Linked DNA regions of Hordeum vulgare: region 2 is linked to region 1. The links are chromatin contacts, called in public Hi-C maps. All regions are on one chromosome and are shown on one strand. Each heading gives the region's core, a stretch centred on a gene start, on an enhancer-like site or on the middle of the called end of the contact. The rest is flanking DNA. Distances are from core to core; before and after follow the strand shown.

Region 1 (4,795 bases), core at 1,003-3,502:
TTGACAGAAACAACTAGGCATTACTTTAATGAAATCAATCGCCAGTACTAGAAGCAACTCATTTGGCGAATGGGTCCAATGAAAAGGCCGGCTTTGAAGAAGGCACAACTGCGCATTGGATAATATAACATGCCGTCCACTTCACATTTACAAACAAAGAACAAATCGACAAAAAATGGCACTGCCGGTAGTATTCTCCGCACAATCACACAACAAAAAGGAAAGGAAACACGTTTGATATGATATGAAAAGGTGGGTAATGCTGAGAGTTGGCACACGCAACGGCCGCGTACACGCGCGCCGCTTCTTGTCGGGTCCTTACCGAACCAGGTCGCACATTCCCGGGCGGGTCCGGCACCAGAGCGGCTGGATGGGCTCGGCGCGGATCCCTCTGCCCACCATGCGGTGCCGCCAGTCGTTGAGCCTGTCCGTGGCCTCCGCGTACCGCTTCCTGCCGGACGCGTCGCGGTTGCCTGACCACAGCGCCTCCCCCATGGCCGACGCCCGCGGCCAGATCCTTGCGTCCAGGACCGTCGAGTCGGCCTGCTCCGTCCACAGCGCCACCTCGCCGCCGATGACCAGCTTGCCCTCCTCCGCCGTCAGCCCGTACGCGATGTCGTAGTCGTACACCCGCTGCCACGTCTTGAACGGCCCGCACCAGGAGCCCCCCTTGGTGTCGAAGTCGCTCCTGGGGTCGTCGTACTCGCTGTTGTTCCCCACGAAGTCGCCGTGGCCGCAGTCGAGGTAGTAGAAGGAGGCCGAGGAGACGATGGCGCGGTACCCGGCCTGCACGATCAGCTTGGTGTTGTTGGCCCCGTTGTTCCAGGTCTGCAGGACGGTCGTCGCCGGCGGGATCGCCGACGCGCTCACGTTCACCTCCACGTCCAGCAGCACGTCCTCCCAGAACACCACCGTCCGGTTCTTGGACACCACGTGCGGGTGCACCGCGCGGACGTACCGCTCCAGGAGCTGGCTCAGGGTGCCGCCCTTCTCCATGTCCGCCTGGATCGACGGGTCCGTCTTCCAGCATCCCGGCGTGACCTCGTCGGCGCCGGCGTGGTAGAAGCCGTCCGGGAACATGGAGGTGATGTCGTTGATGATGTTGGACATGACCTCGTACGTCTTGGGCTCCAGCGGGTTCAGCTGGCCGGACCCCGGCTCCGCCGCCAGCCTGCTGCCCCAGTCGCTCGCGTCCGGCAGCCAGAACTTGCCCGCGCACGACACCGCCTCTGGGTAAGCGCCGGCCCACGACGCCGTGTGGCCTGAAATGACCACAAGAGATTAGATTAGCCCCTTCATCAACTGGGCCGTATTACCTTAGAAACTGGGCCGTGTCAGCACAATATTGCTTAAAGGGCCGAATAGCGTGCTTATAAATTACCCGGTGCGTCTATCTCCGGCACGACGCGGACGCCGCGGCTCATGGCGAACTCGACGATGCGCTTGACGTCCTCGACGGTGTACCTCATGTCCTCACCGTACGCTCCCATCTCCGCGAGCATTGGCTCGGACGGCAGCTCGATGGGGAACGACTGCGAGTCCGTGATGTGCCAGTGGAACACGTTCATCTTGTTGGCCGCCATGGTGTCGATCGTCCGCAGGATGTCCACGACGGGGAAGTAGGTCCTCCCGGTGTCGAGCATCAGGCCACGGTGCTGGTACAAAGGCTTGTCCTCCACGCGCACGCCGGCGGCCACCAGCAGCTCCCCTTGCCGGCCCCTCCACGCGAGCTGCGAGAACGACTCCAGCCCGTGCATGGCGCCCCACACCGTGGCCGCCGTGACGGTGGCCACGCCCGTGGGGAGGATCTCCAGCGCGTAGGACTCGTCCACGCCGTCCTGGAGCGGGGCGGACAGGTCGGACACGGACACGGACAGGCTCTGGAGCGGGGGGCCCCCGGCGGTGACATTGACCGCCGGCCGGACGATGGGCCTGTACCTCTCGGCGAAGAGCAGCGCGGTGTAGCGCTGCGCGGCGGAGACGAGGTATGGGTTGTTCCCGGACGTCCCGAGGATGCGGAACGACGCGGACACCGGCATGGCGGCGAGGGGCTCCGCCCAGGACATGGACGTCGGCTTGGGCCAGACATTGACGGGGAACGACGACGATGCCTGGGCGCGGGACGGCAGCGGCGAGCTCAGCAAGGACAGGAGCAGGACGGCGGCGAGAAGGCCCTTCTTCGCCGCCATTTGTGGTTTGGCTCGAGCTGCTCTGTGCCGCTGCAGCGTATGATTGGCAGATGGCTTGATGGATGGGTGTATGCATCTATGTGTCATTCGATTTATATAAGGCATAGCTTAGCTATGTGATTAACGGCATCGCTCGGCGTGTTGTTGTCATCTACGCGCGCTTATCGCAAGGCTCCAAGTGGCTTTTTCAGGGCGCCTTGGCTCTACCGTTCGTCCATTTCTGAAAACTACGGTTTCGTGGCGTTTTATCTCATACTGTATCTACGATGCCGGCGTTCTGGTTTATGTATGCCGGGCAGCCTGCGATAAGTACACGTTTTCTATTGGGTTCCTTTGGCCCAAAAGATGTAGTGGAACGGCTGTAACGGCAGTAATAGTTTATTACTGTTGTACTCCTACAAGGCGGACGTAATCAGACAGTGTACGGCCTGCTGATTGTATTGTAAGATCCTAGGTAAACACGGTAACACGTCGGTTTATTTTAATGGTGTCGCTGGTGCAGTAGCGCTCGAGCGCATTACGCATGAGCCATATGGTGGCAGACGAACCAGGGTTGGCTTTTTTTAGCGGAAGTACTTCACGGACGATGTTTTCTTTATATAAAAGGGCTCCTTCCTGTTCTACTTTTTATTAACTAGTTCAAATGCCCGTGCGTTGTACCGGGCAAGAAAAAAATATAATCTGCTTGTTGTGTTATTATGCGGCGTTAATTAAAATAAATATGTATAATAATGTTAAATGTTTAGGTACTACTTACATAAAAACTGGATGAATTTTTTTATAATAGTTAAATTTCTAATTTGTTGTAAAAGACAAATTGTTATTTTTTTAAAAGGATCTTTTTATTCTGTGATAATAATTTTTTTGATTGGAAATGACATTTGTGTCTACAACATAATTTCCATAAATACTTTTTGAATAATAGTTTTTTATTGTTTTTTGCGAAACTTGCTTCATGTGTTATTGTGCATCATTTTTTATATGGATTTTTAATAATTGTTGATGATAAGATTAAATGTTAATTTTTTAAAAAAAAATTGATGTATGCATAAAAATTGTAATATTTTTTAAGAAGTATTGTTTTTATGAATTTTCAAATTTTGTTTGAAAAGGAATATTTTTAAAATAAATATTTTTTTGAACATTTTATGAATTTTGGGCTTGGCCCAAACGACTTGCACTACAATAACAATTGACGCTATTAAAAAAAGGCATTCTCGTTTGGTAATTTTATGCTGAGTTTCTGCATGTTTTGGATAAGGTGAAAACCTCTGATATTATGCTAGGATGGTTCAGAGGGGGTTTGTCAGATGAGAGCATGCACAACTGGAGACGAACTCTTAAAATGCTTGAATTTCTTGATATGATGGGTTCCAACAACAAGCCTATGTTGGTAAGGCTGAACAAAGAACATCCAAGATTTGTGTTTGGAAAATCTGGTACGAAGTTGTATCTTCTTGTCAGTATGTTGTGTAAATTTGGCATTCAGATAGATAGCTTGCTACAACTGTTTGGCCAGTGCCCATGGGTTCTAAACATGAAGTTTCCGCAGAAATCAGTGATTTTTTTTTACTCGGATAGAAATGGAGGCATTCGACATTGCTCGGGTTGTCTCCTCATGCCCTGAAATTCTTGGTGCTGGTTCTTGTCAGAGTGCTGCTACTGTGTTGTCTACCATGAACCTGTCTGCTGAGAAGTTATGCCCTCCTCCTTCGATGAGCACCCGCACGGAGCAGGGTCAGGACCTAATGGTGCCGGCTGAGGCGCGAGAAGGTGTGCAGGAAGGCCGCGGCCGCCGCCTCGTCCTCGCCTCAAGAGAGCATGTCGATCGTCGCCCCGCCCCGGGCAGGACGGGGAAGATGCGGTCAGCCAGCCAAGGCCAGCACGGAGGCCGACAAGGCGCGCATGAAGGCCGCGATTATCAGATTAGAACAACACCGCGCAACTAATAATCCATGCATGCCAAATTGATTTGAAGAACAGGACAGACCAACCTCCACGGAAAAGGGACCAAGCTATAGTGTGATATCTTTCCGCTGGTGCTCCTTGGTTGGTAGTGATGGTCCTCCCCAAGTCCTCACTCACTTGCAAGCTGCTGCAAAATGACACATTTGTAGGTTGTTTCTATTTGCTACAACAGTTCCTATTGCCTAATGAAAGCTACAAGGAGGGCATTGTCCACTCAAGACAATCATATTCCAGGTCAAATTGAAACATTAATGCTTCTGAACCTTATATGAAATTAGTATTTTTCACATAGAAAGAGGTCTGATACGAACATAAGTATTTTTCACATAGAAAGAGGTTTGATATGAACATACCTAGTTTTCAGTGGAACATATCTCGTATTGCCACATAAAAAGGATGAAAATAACTAAACATGGCAACTGTCATGACTTCTAAATTGCTACAACTTCCTTTTGTTGGTGTATTGGGTATGAGTAAGAAGTTAAGTCTGAGAAGACATCAGAAAATGAGAGGAAGAAATAGAGTAATAGTATTAAAATTGCACGCACCCCTTATAAAAGTAAAACTTACACTTTCTCTTGCCTTGGCACATCAGAATGCATCACATAACCAATTAATGCCAGATTATTTCTTAATCG
Region 2 (5,212 bases), core at 854-3,353, 180 kb before region 1:
AGATAGCACAAAAAAACTAGAGAATACAAAGGAGATTTATGTTTTTGTGACCTATCTCAACATGATAAAGGAATACCTAATAATTTGTTACAACTAGAGCACAAATAGATTGAGTTCTTTATCTGGTGAAGAATGTCTGGAGCATAAAGGAAGTATGTTTCTCAGCGACATAAGCACTAAAAAAACTTAAAAACTCATTACAAATAAAAATAAGAATTTTCGGAGTCAACTGATCGAGTTTGATGCTAGTATTTCAACACTTGCCTGCACCCGCGGATTCTGAAAATCGTCCATGGCGTTAGCCAATGCAGGCAGCACCTTCTGGTGGTATTGAACCTGCAAGTCTGGGCCCAAATCTGTAGACAGCTGACCGATGGCATTGATTGCAGCCCACCGCACACGTGGATGAGGGTGTTGGAATCCATTCAGTATCATCGAAACCACCTGCTCCAAGTTTTTAAGCATAACCTGACGGCAACAAACAGCAATTGGTGAGGAGATGATCTGCTTTGGTTATTTCCTACTTGCAAAAATGATAGAAGGAAACACATTTTTGTGGTATAATGCAAGCGAAAATGTTTTACAGGCATGGCAACTCAGAATTTGTAAATGAGGGGATAAGGTAAAAGTATGGAACCACTATCTTGTTTCCATATTACTAACTTGATTTCTAGTTCAGCAATGTTAATGAATGGACATTTCTTTTAAGCATTGCAACGAGGTTTTGAAGTAACAAACTATTGCAAAGGTAATCAAAAGGTCAGGGTTATTAGGCTAACCTTTGCGCATCCTTCTGCAATCTGTGCAAGCGTGATGAGCGCAGCATGGTGCTTCTGCCACTCTGGAGCAGAAAGATATTGTGGAAGCAGCTCAGATGCAATCGGCACGACTGCATTCCCACCAATGGCAATGGCAAGGCGGTCAAGGCACTCCTGCGCCACTCCATAGTTGTTCCCTTCACCTGCATCTTCATCCTCGGTTTCCGCAGTGTGCCAGGAAGGGTCATCCTCTACATCAAGCAACATCTGCATAAGTACTTGGAAGAGCCTGCCAACAAACTGTGGGAGCCGGCGCATCATTCCTGGTGCACGCTCCCTGGCCTCAGCAAGAGTAATGACAAACTCGACAGCCAGGTGCCTAGTTCCATCCTCCAACTGTGCAGCTTCCGCTATTTGCAGCATTGCTCCTGCCACATCGGCAATTTGTCGCCGCAGGAACCTTGGCTCTGCACCAGCCAGCTCGACAAGCAGCTCCAGTGCCTCCTGCGCAGATGCCTCCTGGGCCGAGTTGAGGCAATCCGTGAGCGCCCTCATCATGGCAGGCAGCAAATCCTGCATCTTATCTCTGTCCGAGTTAGTGGGCAGGCACTGAACGAGATTGACGGCGGCGCTCAGCGCGGCGATGCGAACGTCAGGCGACGTCGGGTGCGCCAGGGCAGACGCTAGAAGGTTGTGGATGGTCATCAAATGGTCGAGGAGAGACTCGGCGATGTAATCGGCGAGGCGCGCGAAGATGAGCAGCGCCGACTCCTGCAGGTTTGGCGCCTCGGGGGTAGAGGCGGCGCGGAAGAGAAAGGGCAGCAGCTCGGCCCAGGTGTTCTCCGGGAGGAGGAGCGTGGCGAGCTCGGATATGGCGTCGCAGACCTTCTTGGCGATGGGCTTGGGGGGGTCGGACTGGAGCGCGGCGAGGAGGTGGGCCTTGAGCGCGGCCTGGCCGTCGGGGGAGAGGAGGGGCCAGAGCGGGGGCGGCGCGGCGGCGGAGGAGTCGGAGGAGGAGGTCGGGGAGAGGAGCTTGCGGAGGAGGACGGCGGCCATGGCGCGGAGCTCGGCGGGGGTGGCCGGCGCGGCGAGCGAGGAGGCGAGGCGCAGCGCGAGGGGCTCCGGGTGGGAGCCGCGGAGGCGGTGGAAGGCGGCCTCGGCGGCGGCGCGGTCGGCGTTGGAGGCCGACATGAGCGTGGAGAGCAGCGCGTCGAACGCCGCCGGGTCGCCGCCCAGCAGCGCCGCGGCCGCGGCCTGGTCCTCGGCGGACGCCATCGGATCGGGTCGGCGGCTAGGGTTTTTGCGGGAGGAGGCGGCGGGAATGTGGAAGGGAGGGTGGACAGAGGACGCGACGGGCGCTCGGGATGGGTTTAATAATATATGGGTAGGGTTTGGGGAGGTGCGGCTCGGCCGCTCGGTGGTGGGGCAGAAGGAGACGAGGACGGAGCAAGGGGTTTGGTTTGGTTTGGTTTGGTTGGGCGGGTCGAGCTGGATTGGGTCCGGTCCGGGCGGGAGGGAGAGGTTTGGGTTCGGACGGTTTCGCGGGATTCCTTACTCCTGTCTGCCTGCCTCGCTGCTTTTGATTATTCCCTCGGTTTTATGTCCAGTCGAGTCGAGTCGCGTCTGGGAACTGGGATGAATTTCGTTCGTTCATTCTTCCTGGGATTTGCTTCTCGGGGCGCGCTCCCTACTTGCAGCGAGGCCGCCGTGCTGCGCGCGAGGTGAGCTGGGGATGGAATGGAAGGGAGTGATTGGCCATTGATGGGTACAGCCAGGCGGCCAGGTTCCATCGCACGCAGCGTCATGATTGATCGCGTGGTTGGTGACAGGGAAGACAACTGGCGCCTCGTAGATGGCTAGCTTGGGGATTTCCTTTACCTAAAATACACGAGCGTGCAATATCATGATTTATAGAAAAAAGAGGGTGAAGAGCCCCTCTACAAAGTTTACATCATTACTAGGCTTAGAAGAGCCTCACATCATTCACGCTACGCTGCAATAAAAGCAACTATTCGTCACTAACCTGCCTATATAATTCACTAAAAAGGAACTTTAGGTGATCCTTAAGCAGGTCCGCCGACTTCCACACGCGACCTTCACGATCAATGTTGCGCAGTGTTGTTTAAAATGGTGGTGTTTCGCCGTCAAAAACAATTGCATTGTGATGCTTTCACAATACTCATAAATATAAAGTGATGATCGCCTTGAGGTCTTTCGGTGTACAATGGGTCCCCACCCGTGTGGAGCACCATTCCACCAAGTCGTCTTCTATCGTTGGCGCCTGTCCGGGAGCCTCATGGCACTCCAAACCCAGAGTCATAGTGTACGTGTGAAAGAGCGTTATATCGACTAGAGGGGGTGAATAGGAGATTTTTAGAATTTCATCACTGAGGAAATTCCTCACAGATGACTAACTTACAGCGGAAACAGTTAAGGATCAGTTGTGCAATCGTTCAAGACAGCAGTATTACAGAGTGAAGATTATGAAAACAGATTGCACAATAAGCAGGCACGCAGAATACAGATGATGATTAACTCAAGTGAAGAATTTGGGGTTGAGGAAATTCACAGAAAGTCTTCAGCAAATTCTTCAAACAGTCGCAGTGAATGTCATCAACACATAATACAGAGAATGTAAAGAGTTGAGGAATTAGAACCCGATTCTTGGTGAAGACTGTTGTTGATGACCCAGTTCCAACTGCTGTGACAGTTGTACATCTGGTTTGGAGCGGCTTGGTATTTAAACCAAAGGACACCCAGTCCCGGGACACACAGTCTCTACCGTATTCTCCTTGAGCTAAGGACACACAGTCCTCGTCCAACACTCGTGGTAAGTCTTCAGGGCAGACTTCCAAACCCTCACAAACTCGGTCACCCGGCGATCCACAATTGACTGCTCGATTGCTCTAGACCATGACGCCTAACCGTCTGGAGGATGCACAGTCCTCAAAGGTAAAAGGCTTCAGTCCCACACAGGAACAACTTTTTCAGTGATGCTCAATCACTAGGTTTGGTTTGTGGTTTCGGTGGGTGGTGTATTTCCTCACTGATGATTTACTCTCGAAAGCTCTGAGGAATTTGGGTTGCTCTTATGACAAGTGTCAGTTTCTAACGGAGCAGCCAACCAGCTAGTGGTTGTGGGGGCGGCTATTTGTAGCCTGGGAGCATCCCGACATGATTTGACATTAATGCCCTTAACAATATGACCGTTGGAGTGGATAAGACCAGTGACTTGGCGTGGCTATCGAAACGGTCGGGACCCTCAACTGTGAGAGTTCTCATGTCACTCATATTCCTCACTTGAGGCTTTTGATAGGATTTGGCTTGGGTTGAGCATCATGAGGAAATCCATTCCATAGTGTTACTTTGACCCCCTTTAACAGTACGGTGTTCCTATTCATCAAATGCGAAGAAAGTAAAACAGAAAACGTAAATCTTCATGCTTCAATTTCTTCAGAACGATTTTCTTCAGGAACCACCGATCTTCTCAATATCAATATCTTCATGAGGAATATCAATTTCATCGCAGATTCTTCGCGATTCATTTCTTCAGCTTCAGACCAATTTCTTCAACTGAAGACATATATTTTTAGGGGTCGATATTCTTCAAATATCTCAAACTCCTCAATGACTTATAGATCATGTGTACACTTATAAACACATTAGATACTTAACCTATAAGTCTTCAAACCACCAAAATCACTAAGGGCACTAGATGCACTTACAGTCTCCCCCTTTTTGGTGGTTGATGACAATTAGGTTAAGTCTTCAACAGGGAATAAAAATGTGAAGTGTAAATACTTAATTGAGGAATTTGAAGACAAGATTCACAGAGACTCCCCCTGAAGATGTGCATACCTTGAGGATTTTGCTTTTATAGCATATGCACATTGATGATTTATATCATGGAGATCTCCCCCTGAATCTTGTAAATCATGCATACATATAACATATCATATGAAGAAAATGAAGATGCATGATGGCAAATGGTATCTGATGAATTCCAGCATGCGTGCATTAAAACTTGAGGAATAAGCATGCGAAGAAAAACGTTCAAAAAGCGTCAGAGTACCATCGGGCTTAAGTTACAACTCATTACATAAAAACTTCAGAAGAGCCAAGAGTTTGTAACTTAAATATAGTTCATAAGCCCCCAAAAATAACTCCCGTTTGAAGACTAACTCTCAAGTTTCTCCCCCTTTGTTATCAAGTGAAAAAAAGGGACAAACAGAGGACTAACGCCTGTGAAGACTTTATTTCTTTGCGGTTGATGAAGATCCTTGGCGCTTCTTGGGTGTAGTCTTCTTACTTGGTCCTGTTGCGGTGTCGAGTTGTTCCTCATCAGATTGGGCGGTGCGGAATGACGAGAAGGAGCTGTCTTCAAGATCTGGCACTGGAATGGGCCTGAACTTCTTCTTGGGAGGCCACGACCAGTCAAAGTCCTGCTCAAAGTT

What was found. Hi-C and Micro-C count contacts between places; a contact is called where the count stands out from the background.
Region 2: a contact with region 1 is called in a Hi-C map of seedling, with 4 times the contacts expected there. The contact joins the promoter of LOC123425593 here to the promoter of LOC123429816 in region 1. A contact is called at or near these places in 2 of 6 Hi-C or Micro-C datasets (leaf and seedling) and 1 of 1 datasets of contacts at active chromatin or transcription factors (embryo).

Annotation. Positions count from the first base shown.
Region 1 is chr2H:145,978,174-145,982,968 of MorexV3_pseudomolecules_assembly, reverse strand. It overlaps LOC123429816 (beta-hexosaminidase 2-like), which reads right to left and starts at 2,252. Exons shown (of 2, transcript XM_045113801.1): 1 at 1,382-2,252; 2 at 93-1,262. The coding sequence starts at 2,189. The coding sequence ends at 319.
Region 2 is chr2H:146,161,358-146,166,569 of MorexV3_pseudomolecules_assembly, reverse strand. It overlaps LOC123425593 (importin-5-like), which reads right to left and starts at 2,103. Exons shown (of 20, transcript XM_045109283.1): 1 at 780-2,103; 2 at 265-468. The coding sequence starts at 2,033.